Regions from separate parts of the Sus scrofa genome. Here region 1 is linked to region 2. The links are chromatin contacts, called in public Hi-C maps. All regions are on one chromosome and are shown on one strand. The core of a region is the stretch at or near the end of the contact, and the rest is flanking DNA. Distances in the headings are between cores, read along the strand shown.

What was found. Hi-C and Micro-C count contacts between places; a contact is called where the count stands out from the background.
Region 1: a contact with region 2 is called in a Hi-C map of skeletal muscle, with 3 times the contacts expected there. The contact joins the promoter of ALKBH7 here to the promoter of KHSRP in region 2. A contact is called at or near these places in 7 of 47 Hi-C or Micro-C datasets (brain, epiblast stem cells, heart right ventricle and 2 more) and 1 of 2 datasets of contacts at active chromatin or transcription factors (alveolar macrophages).

The regions. Positions count from the first base shown.
Region 1 is chr2:72,701,114-72,705,639 of Sscrofa11.1, forward strand. It overlaps ALKBH7 (alpha-ketoglutarate-dependent dioxygenase alkB homolog 7, mitochondrial), which reads right to left and starts at 2,811. Exons shown (of 3, transcript XM_013994719.2): 1 at 2,381-2,811; 2 at 1,350-1,474; 3 at 964-1,184. The coding sequence starts at 2,647. The coding sequence ends at 1,022. It overlaps ACER1 (alkaline ceramidase 1), which reads left to right and starts at 3,490. Exons shown (of 7, transcript XM_021083989.1): 1 at 3,490-3,620. It overlaps PSPN (persephin), which reads left to right. Exons shown (of 1, transcript XM_021083991.1): 1 at 1-861. The coding sequence starts at 185. The coding sequence ends at 727.
Region 2 is chr2:72,654,527-72,659,172 of Sscrofa11.1, forward strand. KHSRP (far upstream element-binding protein 2) reads left to right here and starts at 2,425. Exons shown (of 20, transcript XM_021083987.1): 1 at 2,425-2,682; 2 at 4,364-4,460. The coding sequence starts at 2,425. SLC25A41 (solute carrier family 25 member 41) reads left to right here. Exons shown (of 7, transcript XM_021083988.1): 7 at 505-714. The coding sequence ends at 677.

The DNA.
Region 1 (4,526 bases), core at 1,561-4,060, 47 kb after region 2:
GGGGTGTGTGCGCCCTTAACTCTTAGAAGGATGGTGTGTGGGGCAGGAGCAGGGCTGCCTGGGCCCAAGGTGTGGTACGTGGGGGCCCTCGTGCAGCCGGCAGCGAAGAGGTTACCTCTCTGGCTCAGGCAGGGGGATAAATTGAGGGCCGGGGCATCCCCATCTTCAGGACCTGCCCATCATCATGGCCATGGGAAGAGTCATGCTCAGCTTGCTGCTACTCCTGATCCTGCATTTGGACCTTGGCGGGGACCCTGGGGCCTGGGGGACTCCAGTGGTGGAAGGAGAGCTCTCATCCCAGCCAGCAGCAGACAGAGGGATCCAGAGGACACAGCTGGGTAAGCACCCCCAGAACCCTGTGTGCTCCCCAACTCCTTCTTGCCCAGACCCTGACTATCAGTTGCTCCTCGTCCCCACAGGCGCCCGCCTGCCCCGAGCCCTGGCTGGCCCATGCCAGTTGTGGAGCCTGCCCTTGCCCGTGGCCGAGCTGGGCTTGGGCTACACCTCAGAGGAGATGGTCATCTTCCACTACTGCGCTGGCAGCTGTCCCCGCGGTGCCCGCACCCAGCATGGCCTGACATTGGCCCGGCTTCGGGGCCAGGGCCGAGCCCATGGTGGGCCCTGCTGCCGGCCCACCCGCTATGCCGACGTGGCCTTCCTCGATGACCGACACCGCTGGCAGCGGCTGCCCCAGCTCTCCGCAGCAGCCTGTGCCTGCAGCGACTAAAGATGCCGGGCCTGGGGCCCTGCACCCACTGGAGGAGCTCTGCTTATTATTGGAGACTTGGATGCTGAGAAGAGAAGGGGAGGTGGGCTGGGGCTGCCAGCAAGGGGCACAATAAAGGAAACTGCTCCTCTGGCCCCATGACTATGTGTTGAGCTGGGGGAGCTCCTGGTGGGTGTGGTGGGGTCCTGGGCTTCCCCTGCAACTCCAGCCCCCCACCAACAGGCAGGAAGGCCAGCTTGTCCATTCTCCAACTTTATCCACTAAACACAGGTGTCTTATGAAGCTTCGAGAAGGTCAGCAGGCTGGGGGTGGCTGCCGGGGCTCCCCTGATCCCATACCCTCAGGGAGGGAGCGGCAGATCACTGAGATGCGTCGGCCTCGGGGAATCCGACGCTCTCCAAAAAAGGATTCTTCATCCCGAAGGATCTCATGGGAGAAGTCGTAACGGGCCGAGTCCCTGCAAGACAAAACAGTATGGTGGGTGGGCTGGTGGCAGCCCCTAGTCCAGGCAGAGTGCCTGCCAATAGGGGGTGGAGTTTGCTGTGAGGGCTGAATGACCAAAAGTGCTGGGTGGGTGTCTCAGGAGTTACTGGTAGGGTGGGGGCTCCTTGGGTGCCGGTACCTAAGAATGTAGAGGGAGCCTGGCTCCAGCAGGAGTTCCAGCCACTCCCCTGGCTCCTGAGTGTGCACCAGCCGCATGACACTGGGAGACAGCAGGGACAGGCCGGCAATGGTGGATCCGCAGAACTGGAAGAGGGAACATGGAGGGTAAGTCAATCTTTGGCTTGGCCGGCTCACGCCCAGCTGGGAGCTCTAAGGCACGGGTCTCTGCCCACCTTGATGCTGTCTACGTGTGGCTTGATGTAGCCCCGAGGTTCCAGGTCCAGCACGTGCACTGAGGAGAGCAGGCTCTGGCCAGGGCCAAAAGCGGCCGCCTGCACACGCTGCAGGATGACCCTGCTTGCCTCTGACCAGCGTGACTTCTCAGTCTCTCGGAAGCCATGGATGGCCTGCCCAGAGAGCTAAAGTCAAGGCTGGAAGCTTCCAGGGAGAACAGGGAAACTGAAGTATGGGTTTGGGGCTGGGGGTGGGAAGGAAAAAGCTGGTGGAAGTACAAAGCAAAGGGCTGGTTTTCCCAGCAGAACACTTGACCCCACCCTCAATTCACAACCTTGACCCTATCAACCTGATGATCCTGGGTCTCAAAACCCAACCCCTGCCCCATCTAGCTGGCCTCAGTCCTTTCTATCCACCCTGAGGCTTCAATTCAGTCCCAGATCCCGGCCCCATTGCTGGCCAGTCCCCGATATTCACAGTTTGATCCTACCCAACACCAGTTCCCTGGTCTTCAACCCCAGCCCCTGACTTTCCATCATCTCGCTCCACACCCGTCCCCGTCCCTAACTTTGGTTCTGTCCTCCAAACACCCCCTAGTTCCAGGTTCTGCCTTTAGTTCTGGCCCTTGCTGTCATTTTCCAAAACTGTTTAGGTGCCCCTAAACCCCTCCAAGCTTCAAGACTCCGCCCCCCACCCCAGGTCCCGCCCACAACAGTAGCCCTGAACATCCAGCGCTCCACTCTTCCCACCCATAACGCCCCAGGCTCCGCCCCTCCGTAGCTCCGCAGTCCGGCCCCCCAGCGCCGCCAGCCTCACCGCGTCCCAGTGGTCGTATTCGTATCGGCGACGGCGTAGCTCAGGTTCCAACTCGCGGCTCAGTGTCTCCTCTTCGGCCGCGCTCAGGAAGCCGGGCCGCACCACAGCGGCGTCCCGCAGGCGGCTAAGGAGAGCCGGACCCGAGCCCCTCACCCAACCGTGTCCAGACAGCGTTCGCAGCGCCAGCTGCCCGCCCCCTGCCATAGTTCCGTAGCCGGATCTTGGAAGCGGCGGGGGGTCAGGGCCACGCCCTAGCCCCAGAACCATTGGCTGTGGCTGCTTGGAGTCCCTCCAGTGATTGGTTTCCCTTAGAGTCCCGCCTCTCGCTCAAGGCTACTGGTTATTACTCGGCTGGGCGTCCCAAACTGTTGGCTCTCCCCAGAACCCGTCTCCTCTCCTGCCCTATTGGACGCCATCGACCGCTGTAACTCAGACTACTGGCTGTCCGTCCTTCAGGGGGCGGAGGCGGGGAGGGGGAAAGGGGCAAAGGCGAGATCTGGCTTGGGGTCAGAGGTCAGGGGTCATAGAAGGATTGGGCCGAGGCTATGAAGTCGGCCAGGTCTGGAGGATGCGGGTAGAGTACAGTCGGGCTGAGATGTAGGGGTCAGGGGAATGACCTCCAGCCTATGATTATGGGCTGGGGCCAGATTTGTGGAGTTAGGGGTTTCAGCCAAAAGTCAAAACGAAGCACGTCCCGTTACCCCCTCTCTACTGGGTCATTCCCACCCGCATACGGGCTGGCTCCCATCTTAAAAGCAGGATATAAACAAAAAATCCCCTTCCTTCAGTGACAGAATTGGCATGACACCATTTTGCAGCCCTATTGGACTATTGGTGGATATAGACAGAGACCAAACAGCTCCTAACATCTTGAAAAGAGGGGAACTGGATTTAATGTGCCTCCTGCTGGCAGATCACTTGCCAAAAAGCAGAACCTGAATCCCATCACACTTGTCTAGATTCATACACTGGAAATATCAAGGACAGGACCCAATCAACAAAAACCAGAAAGTGGGAAAGTCCACAGGACAAAGGACCCTGCTTCTCCAACAAGTGAATTTCAAGGAAAGAGAAGAAAAATAGGGAGAGATTGAGAAATTAACGGGAAACCTGCAGTTACAGGACACTTAGAGATCTATCCACCAGTGGTGATGTATGGACCTTAGTTTGATTCTGATTGGAACAAACTAAAAAATAGACAACGGGGGAAATTTGGACATTGGCTGAATATTCACCCGTGGTAAGTATTTTTCCTTTTTTAGGCTTGAAAATGGTATTGTGGTTGTCATTTTAAAAATTCCTTTTATTTACTTATTTGCAATTAACTTTTTTTGAATGAAAGATTCTTTATTGTTTGTTTGCTTATTTATTTATTTATCTTTTTAGCGGGGGCACCCGCGGCATATGGAGGTTCCCAGACTAGGGGTTGAATTCGAGCTGTAGCTGCTGGCCTACACCACAAGCACAGCCACAGCAACGTGGGGTCTGAGCTGTATCTTCGACTTACACCACAGCTCATCAATGTCGATCCTTAACCCACTGTGCAAGGTCAGAGATTGAACCTTTGTCCTCATGGATGCTACTCAGATTCCACTGAGCCATGACTGGGAACTCCTGAAAGATTCTTTAAATTCTGTAGTGCTTTACAATTTCCAAATTTTCACACACACACACATGATTTTACATAATCCCATAATAACCCCCTTTTCTCCCTCCCCTGTCTTGCCCCACCCCCCTCCTCCTCCCCACTGGTAACCACTAGTTTGTTCTCTTTAAGTCAGTTTCTTTTTTGTTTTATTCTCTAGTTTGTTGTATATTTTAGATTCCACATGGAAGTGATATCATACAGTATTTGTCTCTCTGACTTAATTCACTTTGCATAATGCCCTCCAAGTCCATCAATGTTGCTGAAAATGACAAAATTTCATTCTTTTTAGCGGCTAAGTAGTATTCCATTATATATACACCACGTCTTTATGTATTTGTCTGTTGATGGACACTGGAAACTTAGACTGCTTCCATATCTCGGCTGTTGTAAATAATGCTACTGTGAATATAGGGGTGCATGTATCTTTTCTAATTAGTGTTTTTGTTGTGGGTATATACCCAGGAGTGGAATTGCTGGGTCATGTGGTAGTTGTGGTAG
Region 2 (4,646 bases), core at 1,175-3,674:
CCCAAGTTGGAGCAGCTGTGGCATAGGGTGACAGCTACAGCTCTGATTAGACCCCTAGCCTGGAAACTTACACATGCTGCAGGTGTGGCCCTAAAAAGAAAATAAAAATCATGAAAATTCCTGCCCCTCACTCTACCCAAACTGGCCAATTTCCTCTAAAAGCTTCCAAACTTCTTCTTTTTCGTTTTTAATTCTTTTTTGGCCGAATCGGGACACAGGAATTCCTGGGCCAGGGATCAGATCAAGCCAAAGCTATGATCTACATTGCAGCTGTGGCGATGCTGGATCCCTAAACCACTGTGTTGGGTTGGAGACTGAACCTGGGTCCCAGTGTTCCAGAGACACCACTGATCCAGCAGGAACTCTTCTTCCAAACTTCTTTCGAACTAACACCCAGATCCCCTGCTCCTGACTTCACTCCCCATTCCCCAAAATTCCAGCCCCGCCCCCAGGAGGCCAAATCATCTCTGGCCCCTGGCTCTTAGCTTGCCCCTGTCCCTGCAGACACTGCGGAGGGTACGAACCCCACCATGTGTGGAGTCTTCCAGAGGATCCTGGCCCAGCAGGGCTGGCCAGGGCTGTACCGAGGCATGACCCCCACATTGCTGAAGGTGTTGCCAGCAGGTGGTATCAGCTACGTGGTATATGAAGCCATGAAGAAGACCCTGGATGTGTAAGCAGTGAGCTAGGCAACATGCCCTGGGCAGAAATGGACAGGAGGATCCAGTGTCCCCTGGCTCCAAAGAGTCCTTCCTCCAGGCTTGGGACTCAGGGCATTTTTTGTCAGAAGTAGGCTCGGGGCCTGGGTCAGAAGATTCCTGGGGCCTCCTCCCCAGGGTGCAGCCTGGGACTAATCTGGAGTCCACTTTGTCTGGTTGTTACTTGTTCTGCTTCCAAGGCAAAAGGGTGAATGTAGAGACAACCAGGAATAAAGAGATGGTTTCTGCTGTTCGTGTCTGGGATACCTGGGTCCAGGAGGGCAGCTGGGGACCTGGATACCTGGCTCCATGGTGTAACCTGCGGACCTGGAATACCCTGAGTCTAAGAGGAAGCTGGGTGCTTCCAATATCTGGGCCCAAGAGAGGAGCTGGACATATGGGACCCCTGGGATTTGGAGGAGGGGCAGGTATTATGGGCCCCTCCGTTCTGAATGGGAACTGAAGCCCCGACGATGCCTTGGGTCCAGGAGAGAAACTGAGGGGCCTGGGATCAGAGCCTGGAGTTCATATCCAAGGACCTTATGTGAAGCGACTGTGGAGTATGGAGTTAGAATCTAGGATCCCTGGGTCCTGGGAGGGAACCAAAGGCCCTCGACCCTTGAGTTCAGGAGGGGAGCTGGTTCCGAGTCCTGAAAGAGAAGTGGAAGCTCTAAGATCCCCGGGTGGAGAGAGGAGAAGGAGGTAGGTACAGAGCATCAACGGATTTCCTCTTGCTCTCGGGCCACCCCACCCCCTGAGGCACCCGTCACCGAGGCCTCAAGCAGGCCACGTGCCTGGCCTCCCCAGCTAGGCTCCTAGGGCGCTAACCCAGACGACAGGCCTGAATTCCGCCAGCCGATCGCCAGTGCCCACGTTGGCTGCCATTCACTTCGGCTCTGGCTAATCCCCTCCCGCCGCTTGGTGGCCAGCTCCGCCCCAATGCAGCTGCGCTTCCACTGGCTCCCACCAAAACCAGGCACCTTTATTTCCTTCATTACCGTTTGTCCCGAACAGAGTCAGTCACCTTACACCCGCCCCCGGCGCTCAGCGATTGGCTTAGAAGACACGACTAGAAAAGGATTCTGGTTAACAGGGAAAGTAATCCTCCCTAAATGCAAGCCCATCACACAGAACCCGTCAGAGACTGGGTTAGGATGACTGCCAATCTCTACAAGAACCGCCTTTCCTGTGTACTTATTGGCTTGCGTACCTGACTATCTCACCCGGCTCCTGCCCAGCCCGTTCAAAAGAACCCTTTCGCCAGGCCCCTCCTTCCTGTCCACTTGACTCTTCGGAGCCGTCAATCCGGTTCTGAAGCCGCCCCGCGATTCTGGAACTCCCGCTTCATTGGGCCTCCAGCCTTCTCGGATCGCTTCGATTTGCCCGCCCAGTGCCGGCAACCCGCAGCCCATTGCCTCCGAGAGCTGTCGATCTCGCGGCGCCTCCCGCCCACTGCCTCTCGCGGAACTCCGATTGGCCGCTAGCCTCCAGAGCCTGCGATTGGGGTCCTGGGAGCGGCGGCCACCTCCCATTGGCCCTGCGGCACCGTCCATCAAGCCGGCGTCGGGAGGGGCGTCCCTCTCCCTCCTCGTCGTCTTCCCAGCCGCTGGGTTCCCAGAGTGCTCCGCGGCCGTGTGGAGCGAGGCCTTGTTCCCGCGTTGAGCCGCCGCTGCCGCCGCCTCCTCCTCAGCTTCAGCCTCCGCGCCAGGCCCGGCCCCGCCGCGCCATGTCGGACTACAGCACGGGAGGACCCCCGCCCGGGCCGCCGCCACCTGCCGGCGGGGGCGGGGGATCCGGAGGAGCCGGGGGCGCCGGGGGAGGCCCTCCGCCGGGCCCGCCGGGCGCGGGGGACCGGGGTGGCGGCGGCCCTGGAGGCGGCGGCCCGGGCGGGGGGTCGGCCGGGGGCCCCTCGCAGCCGCCTGGCGGGGGCGGCCCGGGGATCCGCAAGGACGCCTTCGCCGACGCGGTGCAGCGGGCCCGCCAGGTGAGGAGGCCGCGGGCCTGAGGGGCGCGCGCGCGGGCGGGCGGGGGAGGGGGCGGGGTCACGTGCGCGCGCGCGCGGGGTCGCGAGGCGAGGGGGGGGCCGGGGCCGCCGCGAGGTCACGTGGGGCGGTAGGTGGGGGCCTGGGCCTCCCCCGACGTCTGGAGTGCCCCCCCCTCAGGTTGACCCCCTGCAGGAGGAAGGGTCGTCCGGGGGGTCACCCAGAGCGGCCCCTGGGTGTGCAGGGGCTCGGGAGCGCGGGGACTCACTTAGTGGACTTCCCCCCACCACCCCAAGCTCCACTTCTGGAAGCAAGGGTCCGTCTTCCCAGGGAGAAGATCTAACTCTGCCCCCATCTCCCTTGAGGGCAAAGAGCCCTGCCTGCTCCCCGAGAAGGAGGGACTTTGGTGGGGGAAAAGTCTTTCCTTTTGAGCCCAGAAAGTGGAAGGAGGACCCTTTGGCTACCAAAGAGTGGCCAAGCACTTAGATGAAATGGGGAGGGTGGGCATAGGAGCTGGTCTTTTTGATGCTTCTGGTGGCTCGAAAGCTTGGTTTGTCTTGGGGAAAGAGGGGAAGGGTCCCACCACTGTGTTTAGGGGCATGATGACTACACAGGGGGGTCACATGCTTGTCGGACTGACCTCCCTGGCCCCATTCTCGGCCTCCCCACAGTCTGAGGGGAGGAGGCCCATAGAAAGGCAGCACTTTGCCGCCCTTTCAGGAAGCAGACCTGGCTCAGGCCATTGAGTGCTTTCTCACTCAGGGTTCGTCCCACTGCCTCCAGGACAGGGTGGGAGGTCCCGTTAGGTGAACGCCCTGTTCCCCTCCCAGTGTGGTCTGTGTCTTTCACCTCTGAAGTGGAATAGTGCAATTGATCTGGTTGCCCACCCCATTACTGTCTTGATTGAGAAGCAGCTATAACTTGGGGAGTTGGTGCTGTCTGTTGGAGTGGGATAAGGCCACATCTGGGCATCCCAAGAGCTTTGGCTCAAATTGTTTTTTTAAAAAAATGAAGAGGTGAAAAGATAGATCCTCAGTTTATGGTTTGTGTTTTTTTGGAACATTTGTAATAATCCCACCAGCAGACTCTGGTTTTAAATTTGTTGGGATTTATTTGAAGTTGCTGTTTGTGTGTTTAAAATGTAACATGTGTTCCAAAAGGCCTTTTATTTTGGTCAAATGAAGGTTTCAGATGACTTGAACCAAAACCCTCCCTAAAATTTGTTCAACAAATGCAAAGATTTTAAGGGTGATGAAGATGAAGGAGAACCGTGCTCTTCAGCATCCCAGAGGAGTGAGCACTTAGGGAAGGAAGTTTCTGAAAGTTCCCTCTCTTAGGAGGTGATCTGAGGACCTTCCCTGGCACCTGAACTTCTGTTCCTTTCACCCCTAGAACAAGTCAGTGGGGATTACAGTCTGGCACAAACGATTTAGGCATAAGTACCATAGAGAAGGGAAGTTTTTAAATTCCCAAATAACTCTTAAACTCTAAGACCTTAGATGAAAATTCTAGAAGGTTTTAACCAACAGGCTGTTTCCTAAATCTGGGGAAAGCCACTCCCAGGCTAGATAGCAAGACCCATTGGGTTCTTAGGACTCAGAGAGGGGAGAGTGAGAGGATGATCTGCAGCATGGAGGGTAGTCTTAGGTGGTGATTCTTCTCTGCTTACAACTTTATTTCTAGATCGCAGCCAAAATTGGAGGCGATGCTGCTACAACAGTGAATAACAGCACTCCTGATTTTGGTTTTGGGGGCCAAAAGAGGCAGTTAGAAGATGGAGGTAACTACCTGCTGGGGGGGGCAGAGAGCGAAGTGCCTTTGTTTGAATGTGGTTGGGGGCTTGGGGGGGGGGGCTGCTGCTATTAAAACCTCCCTGGTCCCAGCTTTGTTCATTCTTTTTGTTTGGGCTGCCATCCTGAGGTATCAGGTGGCTGAGAGGAGGGCAGATTGACTTGACCAGGTCTAA